Linked DNA regions of Mus musculus: regions 2 and 3 are each linked to region 1. A link is a contact called in public Hi-C and HiCAR-type data. All regions are on one chromosome and are shown on one strand. The core of a region is the stretch at or near the end of the contact, and the rest is flanking DNA. Distances in the headings are between cores, read along the strand shown.

What was found. Hi-C and Micro-C count contacts between places; a contact is called where the count stands out from the background. HiCAR-type assays count read pairs that join an accessible place to other places.
Region 2: a contact with region 1 is called in a HiCAR-type map of fibro-adipogenic progenitors, with 4 times the contacts expected there. The contact joins the enhancer-like site here to the promoter of Runx1t1 in region 1. A contact is called at or near these places in 1 of 15 datasets of contacts at CTCF or cohesin (the NIH/3T3 cell line), 4 of 484 Hi-C or Micro-C datasets (the 3T3-L1 cell line, the C2C12 cell line and uterus), 3 of 115 datasets of contacts at active chromatin or transcription factors (astrocytes, embryonic fibroblasts and fibro-adipogenic progenitors) and 1 of 9 other capture datasets (embryonic tail).
Region 3: a contact with region 1 is called in a Hi-C map of uterus, with 5 times the contacts expected there. The contact joins the enhancer-like site here to the promoter of Runx1t1 in region 1. A contact is called at or near these places in 1 of 15 datasets of contacts at CTCF or cohesin (pro-B cells), 7 of 484 Hi-C or Micro-C datasets (cranial neural crest, gonadal supporting cells, palatal mesenchyme and 1 more), 3 of 115 datasets of contacts at active chromatin or transcription factors (embryonic basal ganglia, embryonic forebrain and fibro-adipogenic progenitors) and 2 of 9 other capture datasets (embryonic tail and embryonic trunk).

What each region holds. Positions count from the first base shown.
Region 1 is chr4:13,782,681-13,787,450 of GRCm38.p6, forward strand. Runx1t1 (RUNX1 translocation partner 1) reads left to right here and starts at 2,102. Exons shown (of 11, transcript NM_009822.3): 1 at 2,102-2,461. The coding sequence starts at 2,455.
Region 2 is chr4:13,362,635-13,367,404 of GRCm38.p6, forward strand. No RefSeq gene overlaps it. Among named protein-coding and RNA genes, the nearest start is that of Gm46880, 82 kb to the left of the region's middle. Within about 2 kb of position 2,942, at least 54 of the 459 cell types and tissues checked have an H3K27ac peak or open chromatin away from gene starts, as enhancers often do. A contact at or near this core is called in the C2C12 cell line, the NIH/3T3 cell line, embryonic fibroblasts and 1 more, where this site is marked.
Region 3 is chr4:13,466,482-13,471,251 of GRCm38.p6, forward strand. No RefSeq gene overlaps it. Among named protein-coding and RNA genes, the nearest start is that of Gm46881, 50 kb to the right of the region's middle. Within about 2 kb of position 2,815, at least 17 of the 459 cell types and tissues checked have an H3K27ac peak or open chromatin away from gene starts, as enhancers often do. A contact at or near this core is called in uterus, where this site is marked.

The DNA.
Region 1 (4,770 bases), core at 852-3,351:
CTCCGGGGATCCAGGTTTTGTTGACGTGGATCAATTTAAAGTGGCAATTACTGTAGTCAGATAACAGCTTAAAAAGCCTTTTTACACATAGAAAAGATACATAATCACACAGCATATGGAAGTTCAATTTTCTGAGCTGTAGTTTCAGGCCTTGGAGTGTACCGATATTAAGACCCAGTTTTGAAACCAGATATCATCCAGTTTTCTTGACGTGTATTGCATTTTGTCATATGACTTTCTATTTTAGAAGTGATTCACCGTGCATATTGATGAAAGGTTGGGTGCCCCACTGTGAAAATGTTTTCTTTCTTCCATAGGTATAGTATTAAAGAAAAAAAAAATTGGTGTGTAGCATTGAATGGCTTTTCAAAACTACTCCTTAAAAAAATGGAAGTCTTCAGATTTAGGATTCTGGATTCCATAAAGGCCCTTATGCCAGCACTTAATTGGTGATCACACTCATGCATGCTATAACAATTTCTGTCACAAGAATGTTTGAGCTTGCTGCTTAACAGAACTGAAATCCATTACACAGAACCTCATTACAAGTGACACCCAACTAAGATGAACAAAAAGATTGCCCTCATAAATAGAGTGTAGTATACTATTCTTGACAGAACAGAGTAATCACTATGAATTGTCGTCTTTTTACAAGTTGTCTCTGACAGAGATGGATTTTTGAGGGGTTCACTGGCTGAAGCAGCCCTTCTCAGGTTCAGCGTTCAGGGGCTGTAGAAGTTCTTACTGATCGATGCTGTTTATCAAAGATGATATATTTTTCGTTTGTGCAAGGTGTGTGTTGTGTGCATGTGCTCTGAAGCCCTCTCAGGCGAAGGGACAGGGAGGCAGTGGGTAGAGGTCAAAATCACTGCCTGTTTTCAGATGGGGTCTGTTAGTAGTTCTTGAAGGCAGCAAGGAGGGGAGAAAAATCAACCTGATGAAAGCTTATGGAAAATGTCGAATAAGCAAAGGACACATGGACCACTGCCAGAATAGCAAGAGTTAAAGGGGCCGGTCCCTCTTCATGGTCACTGAGCTGGCTGGCTGGTCAGTCCTGAGTAGAATTGTTTAGTAGAATTGTGTGTGTCTAGTGGATTGGCTGTACACTGGAAAGGTAGAGAGCCCAAGGGCTTGACCACCATGTGAGCCCTGTTGTTAAAACAAACAATCAAACACAGACCCAGAGAAGAGTTCCCAAGTGTTAAATTGTGAAGAAGAGTTTTAGAAGAGAATAATGTTTTCCTTCTGCCTGGCATCTTTGTGTGTTTAGAAACAGGCGGGCAAGGCAGGCAGGCAGGCAGGCTTGTGTTTCTCCTATGAGGCAAGGATGTTTTACAAAGGACTGAAGACACACTGCTGGGAAGGAAATAGGCAGCTTTAGATAAAGCACTGTAACAAAGGCTCCCAGTTTTATATATCATGGTGTCCATTAAAGCTTAATAGGGAAGAGTCCATTGAACCAGGCTGGGTATGTGTTATTCACAGTCAGGAGAAACATTTAAGGGTGTCTCCCCCCCCAGCCCCCCTTGCACCCCCCCCCCCAGCACCCCTTCCCAAAAAGGCATGATTGTTTAGCTTTTGAAAAGGCATTACAATGAAGAGTTTGTTTTTGTCTCCTGTGGATCTCTATGTAAAGTAGAGGAAAGTAAGCTGAAAGTGTTTGGAGCAAATCAACCTGGGAGCCCAGTGGATTGAAAGCACTGTAGTGAACTAAAAACGGTTAGATTCTGCCTCAGAAAAAAAGTGTTCTGTTTGACCCACGCTACTGGGAAGCTGGAAGTGTTCTGCTCATACTTTGTGCTGGGCGATGAACTGGCACAGCCCGGTCTTACAAGAGGTTTTTAGGTTGTTTGGGGTTTCCAGATCAATAAAAAAAGCTTTGTGGTCTGTGCCCTTGTTTGTTTTAAACCAAACTTCCCAGTAATGCCTGTTAAAATTAGAAGATGAAGGACAGCTTTCAGTGTGAGTTGGGGTCAGGTCAACATTGCCATCTTTTGGCAAAATAAGGGTTAACTTGGAGCTGGGAAGGGGTGGTGATAGTGAATGAATTATTCAGCATTTAGCTTATCTTTCTGCATTTCACTTTCTGCTTTTTGGTGCTCTGGAACTGGGGCAGGAGGAAGAGTGGAGAAAGGGAGACAGGAGTTGTGATACTTTGTACACACGTCCCTGTCATTGTTCTGCCTGAAGAGACAGGGCTGGGTTCAAGGCCACATGTGTTCCTGTCATCCTGCACATTTCTGCTCCAAGTGCAATCCGGAGTGTCAGCTCTCCATCTGTCTCTGCCTGGCAGGCGCACGCGCCCAGCACCCTGCCTCGGGCCATGCCGCCCCAGCCCCTCTGATGGCCCTCCTCTCCACCGCCCCGCACATTCCAGAACAGGAGGCATGAGCCCGCATCGCGCTCCCTCTTAACACAGAGTTGCTTTCAGTGTGTTACACGCTGGATTCCGGGATGCCTGGTGAGTGAGTCCTCTTTTCTTGCAAGGAAGGAAGCTTTACTTTCTGTAACGCGTGGAAAATGCCGACTGCACCACGACTGCTGTACTGGATGAGGGCAGGGAGAGGCTGTGGGGTGATAGAGGTGTGATTGGGAGGTGACACAAAGAAAGCTGGATTTAGGGGTGTAGGATATGGGGAGATACTCCTTTGAAACTGAGGGGAAGGAAGCCGTGGATGTTTGCCTGAGCAGTTTACACAGGGGATTAGCTCCACTGAGAAGTGTTTTCTGTTCTGGGTCTCTGGACTATCATCTGTACTTCTTTGCTGGTTATTTGCCTGTGGAGAGAGTTTTTAGATTATGGTAGAATTCTTGGAGAACGTCTTTGAAGAGCTGTTTATGTCAAAGAAAATGAAGGCAGCTTTGGCACTAGAAGGAATTTCTCGCTCTAAATCATAGTCCTTAGATGTTATCATGTAAGTAATTGAAATCGGGTCATTTAGAAGAAGTATGCTGAATTAGTGACATTCCTGTGTCCCTGGAAATTTAGTGTATGACAATTCTCCAGAAAAATATTATCTTTGGAAACTGAAGTGTTTCTGTGATTGCTGCCAGGGAAAACTGTGTTTGTGAAGCCTGCTGCAGGAGAAGGGCTGTCTCTGCTGCTCTCCAGAACTCTCTAAATTGTCCTGTGCCGAATGCAGAGCAGATAAAGGCAGGGCACACAGAGATCCTCCAGCTGGCTGGCGCATGCAGATTATTTGGGTAGGGCAGGCAGAAGAGGCCGTGCTTGGTCAGAGTTTGCACACCTCCCAGATGGTGTTTTGAAACATTATCTGCCAGCTTTCTGAAACCACAGTTGTGTGTAGGTATCGCCAGTTGTTTGAAGAGTGTTTTCCCTTTAGGATACGTCTTGGAGTCTGCTCTCCTCGTTATTGATATGTGTGCAGAAAGGACAAGTTTGCCCAGGATTGCACTTCCGTTGCTGTTGTTCAGGGGACTAGCAATGCATAGAAGCTGAAATATGGGGAAATTCAATTACCAAAAAAGATAATAACTGAGGTCTTAGAAAGGTCATTTTAACTCTTTAAGCTCTCAGCTTGATTTATATGCAATATGTAACTGAGGAAGAAATGTGCCCTTATTATATAATATAGAACTGGTGAAGAAGTGCTTGTATTTTATTTGTTTGTTTGTTGTTGTTGTTGTTGTTGTTGTTGTTTTACAAGGCCATTGGAGCACAGTTTCATGGAAATTTATAAAAATTCATAGGTTCTTTGTTTTTATGCTCTTAATAGATGAGTATTACATGGTCTGGCAGCACCCACCAGAGTCTGTGATATTTTGGTAAAATAGAACCAAATCTGCTTGTCAGTGACAAAGGGGGAGGGGTACTAGTTAGGACCTCTTCTCCTGATTCCTCACATGACTTTTAAAGAAAGCTCCAAAGCACTGAATTGTACTTAAGGCTTTGCCATTGGAAGTTGGCTTTAGTGTTAAGTTGTTAATACCTGACTGGTTCTGTAGTGGTGTTCTGAAGTTTGAGCTCTCTGTGTGTCTGTCTGTCAGTCTCTGTTTTTCTGATTGTCTCTCTCTCTGTCTCTCTCTCTCCCTATGTCTCTTCCTTTCCTTCTCCCTCTCCCCTCCCCTAGTTCTCTCTCTCTCTCTCTCATTCTCTGGACCCCTCCTTCCCTCCCTCCCTCCCTCTCTCCCTCCCTCCCTCCCTCCCTCCCTCCCTCCCTCCCTCCCTCCCTCCCTCCCTTCCTCCCTCTTTCTCCCACTGTGTTAGAAGATCTTGTACTTGGATGCAGAGACTAGCAGCAGCTGTGACTGTGAGCATGTTCCAGGATGACCATACTTGAACAGATCTGATACTTGGCTATTTTTTGACACCCATCTGTATTTTTTTAAAAATCTATTATCAGATGGGCTACCTCTTAATATGTTCTAGCATATTTTCATCCATTCATGTATATTTATATTAATGGACTTTCTTTTTAGCCATCGTGGGGGTAGCTTTGCAATTTTACTAAAGCAGTCTAGGTAGAAGTTTAAAAGGAAAACTGTGTTTGTATAACCTGGTGTCACTGTTCCTCTTTTTATTGCCTACACATTTACATATCAACTTTCCAATTGATTTATTTGTAGTTCAAGTGTCAGAAGTGGTTCCTTGTCTCAGACTTGACGTAATAATTCTCAGATCTAAGACCTCCTTTATAAACTTTAGCATCACTAGACACAGATGTGCAGATGCTTAGCTTATCCAGACGCATGGCATCCTGGGAGTGGGGAGGTGAAAAAGAAGGTTTAATTTAGGGTTTTGTAGAACTG
Region 2 (4,770 bases), core at 1,692-4,191, 420 kb before region 1:
ACCACACACACTAATTGTTCTAATCCTTCTCAATAGGGCTAAAGAGTAACTGGTAATTAAGTATGCTTGACAGTTGGCTTTCAAATATATGAGCCTATAAGGAACATTCGTTTTCTTGTCTCTTTTTTACTTTTTTAAAAAAATTACTTTACTTTCTGATCACATCTTACCATCCCCATCTCTTCCCTGTCCCTCCCTCTCATCTCCCTCACCTCCATTCTCCTATTCTGTCTTCCCTTTCATATTCATTTCAAGCAACATATTCAGATAAAAGACTATTGAAAACCAGCGATAATTAAAATACAATGAACATTGGAAATATTGTCTTACTTTGAAAACTAAAAATAATGAATTAATAATACAATGTTCATAAAGCTAAGCCAATAAATAAACTATCTAACTTGTAAATAAAAATATAAAAGAACATTAAATAAAATATTCAGAATAAGATAATGGAGGCTCAATAAAATCGTATAGGTGACTGAGACAGTACCAATGTATAGATCAAATAGTGATGGCATGTTGAATCACTTGATTCCTTTTATAGTATCTTCATTTCCTCATTTAAATAAGTTATAGCTATATAAAATATTACACTGTGGAGCCTACAAAGCAAGCACTGAAAGATAACTCTTCAGTTGTGAAAGGTATTGAAGTCTGAGATGCTATTGTGTTAAATGTGATCACTCACTCTGAATTGATGTGAATTAGGTAGTAGGGGATATGTCTGCAAGAACTTTCTAGCAGGTCTACTGGAATCAAAACAGGATTCAGAGGGAGAATGTGTGCCTTGAGACATTTAGTGAGGACCTGACTGTCACATGTCTTCTATGGTTTAGGAGTCACCCTGTCAAGGGCGAGGATTGATGTCCAGGACATGAATTGGATGGCCTCTTTGACCCTCTTCAGGATGGGACTCTGGGTCTCTGGGGCAGATCATTCTCTTCTGAGCCCTGACAGCTGCATGACCTCGCTCTTTCTCTTTGAGTCTTCCCTGACTACCTAAAGCAGTTTCCCAAGGAATGTAGTGTATTTTCAAGTGAGTGGTACATCTTGGAAAAGGCACCCAGAAGGTTCAAATAAATCTTACAGAATAAGTGATCAACTCTGGACTTTGAACTTTTCACCTTCCGTAAAAATGCTAATGCTCACTGGGAGTCACATGCATGCATGCAGACATATTCATAGCATGCAGTATGTGAGAAGTATGTGAAATGTATTCACCAAATAAAAATTAAGAAAATACAGATTTGTATATAGCATATTTGTGTGCATATATACATCATGACAAACTTGAAAATAAAAACAATTTCTAAAGATTCTGCTAAGGATTCATGCTAAGTACGACTTTAGGAACTAAATGGAGTGATAGCATCAGCATTCTTTATCCCTCAGTAGCAGCCTCAGCACCAACTTGGTCCTGGTCACCACCATTCAGCCTGCATAGGCTCAGTGATGCTCTTAGGCCATATCAGTTTCATATCACTGCAGCTTTGCAGAGGGATGCTCTTCTCCATAACCAAGGTCAGGTCAGTTGTGTGTGTCTGTGTGTGTGTGTGTGTTTTGCTTTTGCTTTTGTTTGTTTGTTTGTTTGTTTGACTCATAGATACACTAATACACTCTGCCTTGCCACACTTTATAATCTTCATACACCTCAAATAGTTTCAGGTGTAGGTATATACTGAACTCATCAGTCCATTACCCTCAACTCCAATTAGTGTTCCCCGTGAAGTATATTCTTTCTTTTGGTATTTCTGTTAGTTGCTTTGCTTGTTCATTTGTTTGTTTTTGACTCAGTATGATTTCATGGCATTACTTTCCATTTGTAGAAATTTATCGTTCTTTGAAATCTCTTCATGTACAAAAGTCTAAAATAAGCTTGTTTTAAAGAGAATGAATTCCAACTCCTTGGAAACTGTCTCACTTCGTACGTGAGGTCGAGGAAGGGAAACACTTGCGAGGGAAGCCTTTTTTTTTTTTTTTCTGTTCCAATAGAAGCATTTTCACAATAAGAATAAACTTGTATATTACTTGTTGAAGTTAAAACAAATAAATAAAATGGATTACAGGGAAAGACATTGGAATGAGCTGAGGCCTGAGAAGCACACATGACGTAACACATGACCACAGTCTTTAGTGCTGCAGGCAAAGTTCTGCATTCAATTTGCTACTGGAGTCTTAGACTGAATACCACCCCCAACCAAACCACCACTGCCCACAAAGCAGCAGCCAGCTGCAAGACAGATTCCCAGCAGACGGAATGCAGGTGAGATAGCAGCAGAGCTTGAGAGAGCTCAGCCTAAAGGGGGCATGTGGGGTTTGGAGAGTTTTAGAAACTTTTATTGTAGGAACACATGTGTTAGTGTGCCAGATGGAAGCAATTATGGCAGGGAAACTTTGCCCCAGCCTTAAAACTAAATTCCAATACTGTGAGCTCAGGCTAATGACTCCCCTCCAGGACAAGCAAAAGCAGACCACAGTGAATTTTCAAGATTGACTTCACATTACATCAGGTCACGATTGGCCCTACTAAAAACCCATCTGAACTTTGTAGTATCTGTACATCAGTTCTCACTGGGAAAAGATGTGACTTCAAACTCACTCATATAAATAAGTATGCTTGCCTGTAATCTATCTTACAAATCTCATCTGACACTGGACTTTTACCGTCTGAGGAGCAGAAAGCACAATTAGGATTGCTGATGAATAGCGTGATTATTCCAGATAGGAGAAATCAACTCCATTGGAATATTTCTGCACATATGGTCCTTTCTGAAAGAATCTTGATTCCTTTGACGGAGACAGGCACATACTTGACATCTTCCTTACTAAACAGTATCGTGGGAATTAAGATGGAGAAAATAAAACAGACTGCAGATGAGTGCTAAATCTATGACCTATAAAACAGTCAGAAGGATTAGAAGTAGATCCAGCCCCCTGAACTCCCTTGCCTGAGGATTTTTCCTGCAGATTTAGGCACGGGAGGAAATTCTTTCTCTCTTTGGTTTTGTTGTGACTGGTGACTCAGAAACAACTGGTTGGTAATGATTATTAATGTACAGGAGTATGTTGGCTTTATAGTGATGCAGAATCACCTGTCCAAGAACTTCAACACTGTTACTTTCATGGAACCACTGGCTGAAGGATTTACTGGAAAGGGAAAGATACTTGGAAGGTACAAAAACTCAGAGTCTCGAAGAGATGAACTTAACTCTGTTTCATAAATCAGTTCTATTCCCTTTGAAAGATAAAATAATGTTTTACTTAACTAGGGAGATCGAGAAGTCTTACAAATGTATAATACCATCTTAAAGACATAAATCCATACTCTCAGTGTGGTTCACACAGTCAGACAAGCTCATTGTATCAACACAACCAGGAAACTATAAGCATAGTATAAAGAGGACAGAGAAAAAGCTTAAGTGTGTGGCTTCCTGATTGCCTGATTGCCTCCTTTTATGGATCAGCCTAATCCCCTACCACTAGATACAAGATTTGACTTCTCCAGTCCACAGTGGCTCATGAGAGCAGAAGAGCAATACATTCCCCAATCCTTCATTTGGTTAGTGAGGATGGGAATGTAGAATACATAAATGGAAGTGTATTAACTTCTCCTATCTGGAATAAACATGTTGTTCATTAGCAATCATAATTGTGGTTTCTACTATTCAGGCTGTAAAAGTCCAGTGTCAGTTGAGGTTTGTAAGCTAGACTAAGTGACTCAAGGAAGCATGGATACACTTGTGTGACAAAGTAGCTCTACTATTCTGTCCTACTTAATCAGATTTCCTCAACAATGCTGTTTTATCATTGAACTCTGAGTGTTGAGCCCCTTACTCGGATCCAATTTAATCATTTGTTTTGGAAACCTACAATATTAGCAAACATAAATGTTGTGAAGAACCAAATCTCCACTATGAAATAACCGGTGAATTTCCTTGCCACTGACTTACATGTGTGCATTATTTTAGCAAACTTTCCAACAGATCTTTCATTATTACACTTAGTGCTAGATGTTAAAGGTATAGTGACAAAAGAAACACTGAAAATGGCTGGGTCAACAGAGCTTCTGAGGCGGCGCCATCTTCGGCTCCAGACAACTGGCCACCTTCCTGGTGAGAGCACAGGGGTCCGCCCGGCCCGAGAGGTTTGTGCCTCAGGCCCCGGCGGGAGCCTCCTTGGCTCCGTGACTCCGAGGAGGGCAGGCTGCACGGGTGACGGTGTGGAATACAGAGGCCAGCCATTTCTGGGACAGGCGAGAGCCACAGAGCTTCTGAGGCGGCGCCATCTTCGGCTCCAGACAACCGGCCACCTTCCTGGCCAAAGCAACACAGCTTCTGGGAAAGATCCTGTTTTGGGCCTTCATCTTCAGCCAGGAGGAGGTCCAAACACCAGATAACTGTGCACCTTCCCTGAAAGAGGAGAGCTTGCCTGCGGAGACTGCTCTGACCACTGAAACTCAGAGGAGAGAGCTAGTCTCCCACGTCTGCTTATAGAGGGTAACAAAATCAACAGAGGAACAATCTCTAAACAAAGACAACTATAACAACTAACTCCAGAGATTGCCAGATGGCGAAAGGTAAACGTAAGAATCCTACTAACAGAAACCAGAACCACTCACCATCATCAGAACCCAGAACGCCCACTTCGCCCAGTCCAGGGCACCCTAACACACCTGAAAAGGTAGACCTGGATTTAAAAGCATATCTCATGATGGTGGTAGAGGACATAAAGAAGGAATTTAATAACTCACTTAAAGAAATACAGGAG
Region 3 (4,770 bases), core at 1,565-4,064, 320 kb before region 1:
AAGCACAGAGCACCAGCAGACCTACTCACGCCCACATGCATATGCTCACACATTTGTGCACACACAAGAACATGCACCCTATACAAAAATACATTCGTGAAACAATTTACAAAGCAATGCCATTGATTCAATCTTCTGCACACGACTTTATAGCACTCTCTCAATTGACTTCTTAGGACAGGGCTCCTTAGAGAAGCCGCTAGATAGGTGATTCCCAACCTGTGGGTCACTACTCCAAGGGTCCAGGGACTCTTTCATGGGGGCACATATTAGATATCCTGCATATCAGATATTTCCATTACTATTCATTACAGTAGCTAAACTACAGTTATGGTGTAAAAACAAAAATAATTTTATGCTTTGGGTCACCATAACATAAAGTACTGTATTAAAGTGTCCCACCATTAGGAAGTTTTCGAACCGGTGCTCTAGATCTTCCTGATAAGATGAGGCTCTAAGGAGGTCAGGGAGGGGCATGTTTGAGGCTCTCTGAAAATTATTCTCAAAAATGTCTGGTAAGATGGGCTTCCTCTTTTCTTTGCTTTTCCGCTTTTCCTAAGAAAATGTCTTTCCATTTTTCAGGCACACCAATGTCCTCTTCTCCCTTCACTTGACTCCAAACAAGTTCAAATGCAGGGTGGGTAGACAGATCTATAACTTCGGACTTTCCGTAGCCAAGGAGAAACACCTTCCCAAGAGGACACAGGTGAAGCTCGAAAAGACTCAGAGACATGGTCATAGCAGCTGCTCTCTCCGTGTCAGAGAAACGCCAAATTTAAGCGAACATCCCCTAGTCTATGCCTCCTAGCTCGGAGACCTCTCAGGGAAGCTTATTCACCAAGCCTTTCTAGCCCCAATCCCTGCCTCTTTCAGTAACAGTTCTGAGAAAGGATCAACTTCAGCTGTGCAATATGCTGGCCAACATTTTAGAAACGCTGGAACCAATTTATTCCATCTGGAAACTAGTTTCAGCTTTTATTGCCGCAGAATTGAGTCCAAACTAGACCAAATTTCCAAAAGGAGGCCCCTATTCCTCTACTGTCAGGATTTTTCTCTTTTTTAAGGTGCACTCATTTAAAAGATTTAAATGGTAAGCAGCATCCAAAACCTTTGACTGTTGTAGACCAGCTACATCTTCCTAGATAGTTTCTTTTCCATGTTGCTTCTTTCCATGAATGGAAACCAATTCTACCCTTGAGGACTCCAAAAGGCAGAGTTTGCAGAAGTTACTCTGTTCTGTGGTGAGTGTGTATTTTACTCATTGTTTCCCTAATGCCCTGCAGTGGTGACTCAAGCGCTCTCCTAGAACAGCAGAGGATGGATCTCTTTTGCATATACATTAAAATATTAACAGCTACATCTAAATAAAACAGTCGCCCCAAATCTATTTCTACAAACACATCAAAATGATGTAATGTTGAACATTTTCAACAGCCTCATGCATAAGAGTTCTTTGTTTCAGTCCATCTGCTCCTGATTAAACATTTTATATTTCCATTGTGATTAATTATGCTATTTATATACTTGAAAATGATTTGTTTGGAAAGGTATAGGCTAGTGTAAGCCTCTCGTTTCTGAGAATGACAGCCCTTCAAAAAGTAGAGCGGCACTGTGCACTCAGGAAATTCACCATCTGCTTCCTTATGCTCTTAGAACATATTACAAACCTATAGCAGAACAGAATTGAGGGAAAACCGAGTCTAAATAATGCTAATGGCATTCATTTGAGATGTTCAAAAATGTATCCATTTTTAATTAAGCCAAGATACTCTCTAGTCCCCAAAGAACATTGGACTGCTTCATTGTTTGTTATCTGCACTCAGATTTAGAGTTAAATCGTCAAATGGCTGGACATTTTCCACCTGGTCTAGACAGCTCCCTTAACTCATTCTAGTCAATCTAGATTGAGTATACCAGGACTTAGCCCAGACCAAAGGACTCTTCACCAGACTTGAGCACACCTTAATCCCATAAAGAGAACAGGATTAACATAATAATAAATATAATTGAGAAAAATGCTCTAAACAGAGTGCACTGGAGCCTTGAGGTGGCTCAGTAAGATGGTCATTTCCACCAAACCTGATAGGAGCTCAATAGTGAGCTGAATGCAGGCCCCAGAACTCCCATGGTAAAAGAAGAGCATGAGTTCCTGCGAGTTGTCTCGGTTGCATGCACCCACAAACATGTAGGCATGCACTTGAGTAATAAATACATAAAAGGTAAGTACGTAAATACGTAAGTAAGTAAAGTAAAAAAGTAAGAAAACTTGTTTCAATGATTATTTCCAACAGGGATGTTTGTTGATAGCAACAGACTATGTCCCTATAATTTCGCATTTTTACATGATCAAACTTGTATCTGAAACCAAGAATAACCTGTTATTCAGCCTGACCAATCTGCTTTTAGTCAAATTTGATTTTCGTAGCAAATCTAAACAGAACTGCCCTCACATGAAAATAAATGTATGCCAAACACTAGATGGTGATTTTTTTTTGTTTTTTTTGTTTTGTTTTGTTAATGTGCATTATCTATTTCCAACAAGAACAGACACTATCAAGCTGTCTGCTGGAAGGCTATTCACAAAAGTAGCCAACGTGACTTGCTTTCTTCTGCCTCTTGTTTTTCCTAATCAGTGCCCACTCATTAACACACCCACGTGCTTTCGGGCTTTGTGCCCTGCACACCATTTCTTTGCTCTGAGTGTCTCTGACTGCCTTCCCTCTTCTGTTTTCTTCATCCCAACTGAGAACTGTGCTATGACTCCTGGCATCTCTATTAAGGAGTGAGCCACATGGAAGTGATTAGCATTGCAACTGCAAAAACTGAAAGCACTCCCTTGCACACTATGGAAAGGAAACATGTCATGTAGCAAACAGGTTCCTGTGGTGGGGTTTGCAGCCAGGAAGACAAACTATTGGCTGAGATCTCAGTTTTCTTGTTATCACTGTAGATCAAAAAGATGTGATCATCCCTTCTGATAGCCTCCCCGCTTTGGTAAACAGCCTCTGAGTGAGTTCATTAAATATTTAAACAGCCCTGGTATCTATTAATGTTATCAGACACATGAAATATGTCTGATGGATTTATTCTGCCGTTAAGGAACCAGACCCCAGTGTCCCTCCTGGGAGTGAGCTCCAGCTGTTTAAACTATAATTCCATCACTAGGAGGCATGGTGAAAGCACTGACCTCTTAGAAACGGACGGCTTGCTACTCAGCCTGGAAATTGCAAATGAAACCTTTCTGTAATAATGTTAAAATATGCACGCATAGGAATTAAAGCACTTGGGGTCACCAGCAAAGCCTGATGTGTTTTCGGTAACCTCTAAACAGCTGGCAGAAAGAATCCTATAAATCAATGCTTGGAAGATTAGCAATCAGGGGATATATAAGTCTTTTTGGGTTCAGTAGCTCCTCCGCCATAGCTGAAAGAATCTGAATCAATCCTTTGAATCTTTTGTGTCCTTTTAAAATACCATTATTTTTGATTCTGTTTCTCAGGATGAAGATTTATGCTGATACTGTACTTCTTACTTACATTCATAAAATCAACATAATAAAATGTTACGCATGAAGGCCTTCCATCTTTAAGGTAATTTGTAATCCCCCCTTTTGACATTTGAAGCTCATAAGGAAACAACTTTGGCAAGTGAGATAAAGAGTGTCTTCTTAAACCTCCTACATAGGACTAAGACATGTTTTAGTTCGCTGGTGATAGATCATCCATAGCCCTGAGAATTGTTTATACCAACCTAAATTGATATGAAATTCCTTGAGTGGCTTACAAGACATAAAACTAGATGTTTCCATTTCCTAGACATGTTAAGCTTCCTGGCTATGAATGGGAAGAGCTGGACTCGTCGTAGTAGGAAATGTATTATTCTTTCTGAAGTCATCAAACAAGTGGGAGCCTCACAGCCTGAAACACAAACTAACTTTGAGTATCTTTCCAAGTATCACATACATTACCATGGTTTCTAATTGATAACAGACTGACTGTCAAAAGATGAAGATCTAGGTGATATAACACCTATGTTAAATGACAGAACAAAGACCCCCAACAGATCAGCTATGATAACAATGACCTAAATATAATATGATAGTAATGAGAATCAGGGCACAATCCTGGATTTTATTATTTAAAGAAAATTATATATGAAAATGTGGCAAGGAAAAAATAAAGATAGTAAATAATAGAAAACATTTCCCAGTGACACTTGGGGAGTCATGGTTTCACCATGACCTTTGCATATCCTTGAGATTCACCAACACTAAAATTCCAGTGTCTGTCCAGGCTGGAACAAAAGGTCTGCCTTTTGCTTCTCTGCTCTATATATTGGAATAAAATGAAAATAAGGGAGATGATCTATAATGCAGCAAGCAATGGAGAGGTCAAACTGAATTCCCTTGGTTGCAAGTACAAATGTCTTCTACAGTTATGGTGGGCTAGCCTGGACAGGCATAACTGACACAAATCACTCTTTATTTCTAGATACAGAGTAATTGTATCTTATGAGACCCCAGTTATACCAAAGAGTTGAGAGTCAATAGGATATCGAACAAACAACTCTAATAATACACAAGAGAGGGAATGTGACAGAACTCTGCTATGAGTAAAATAAACAGGTCTTAATTGGCTTCAAGTTTATTACGAGTCAACTCTGAAAAGTCTGCCATAAGGGCTAATATAATCTGATTTTTATTGACCCCCATAGAAACCAGTCCAATGTGGATGACAATCCTGCCTTCCTAATGCATTAATCACACTAAAC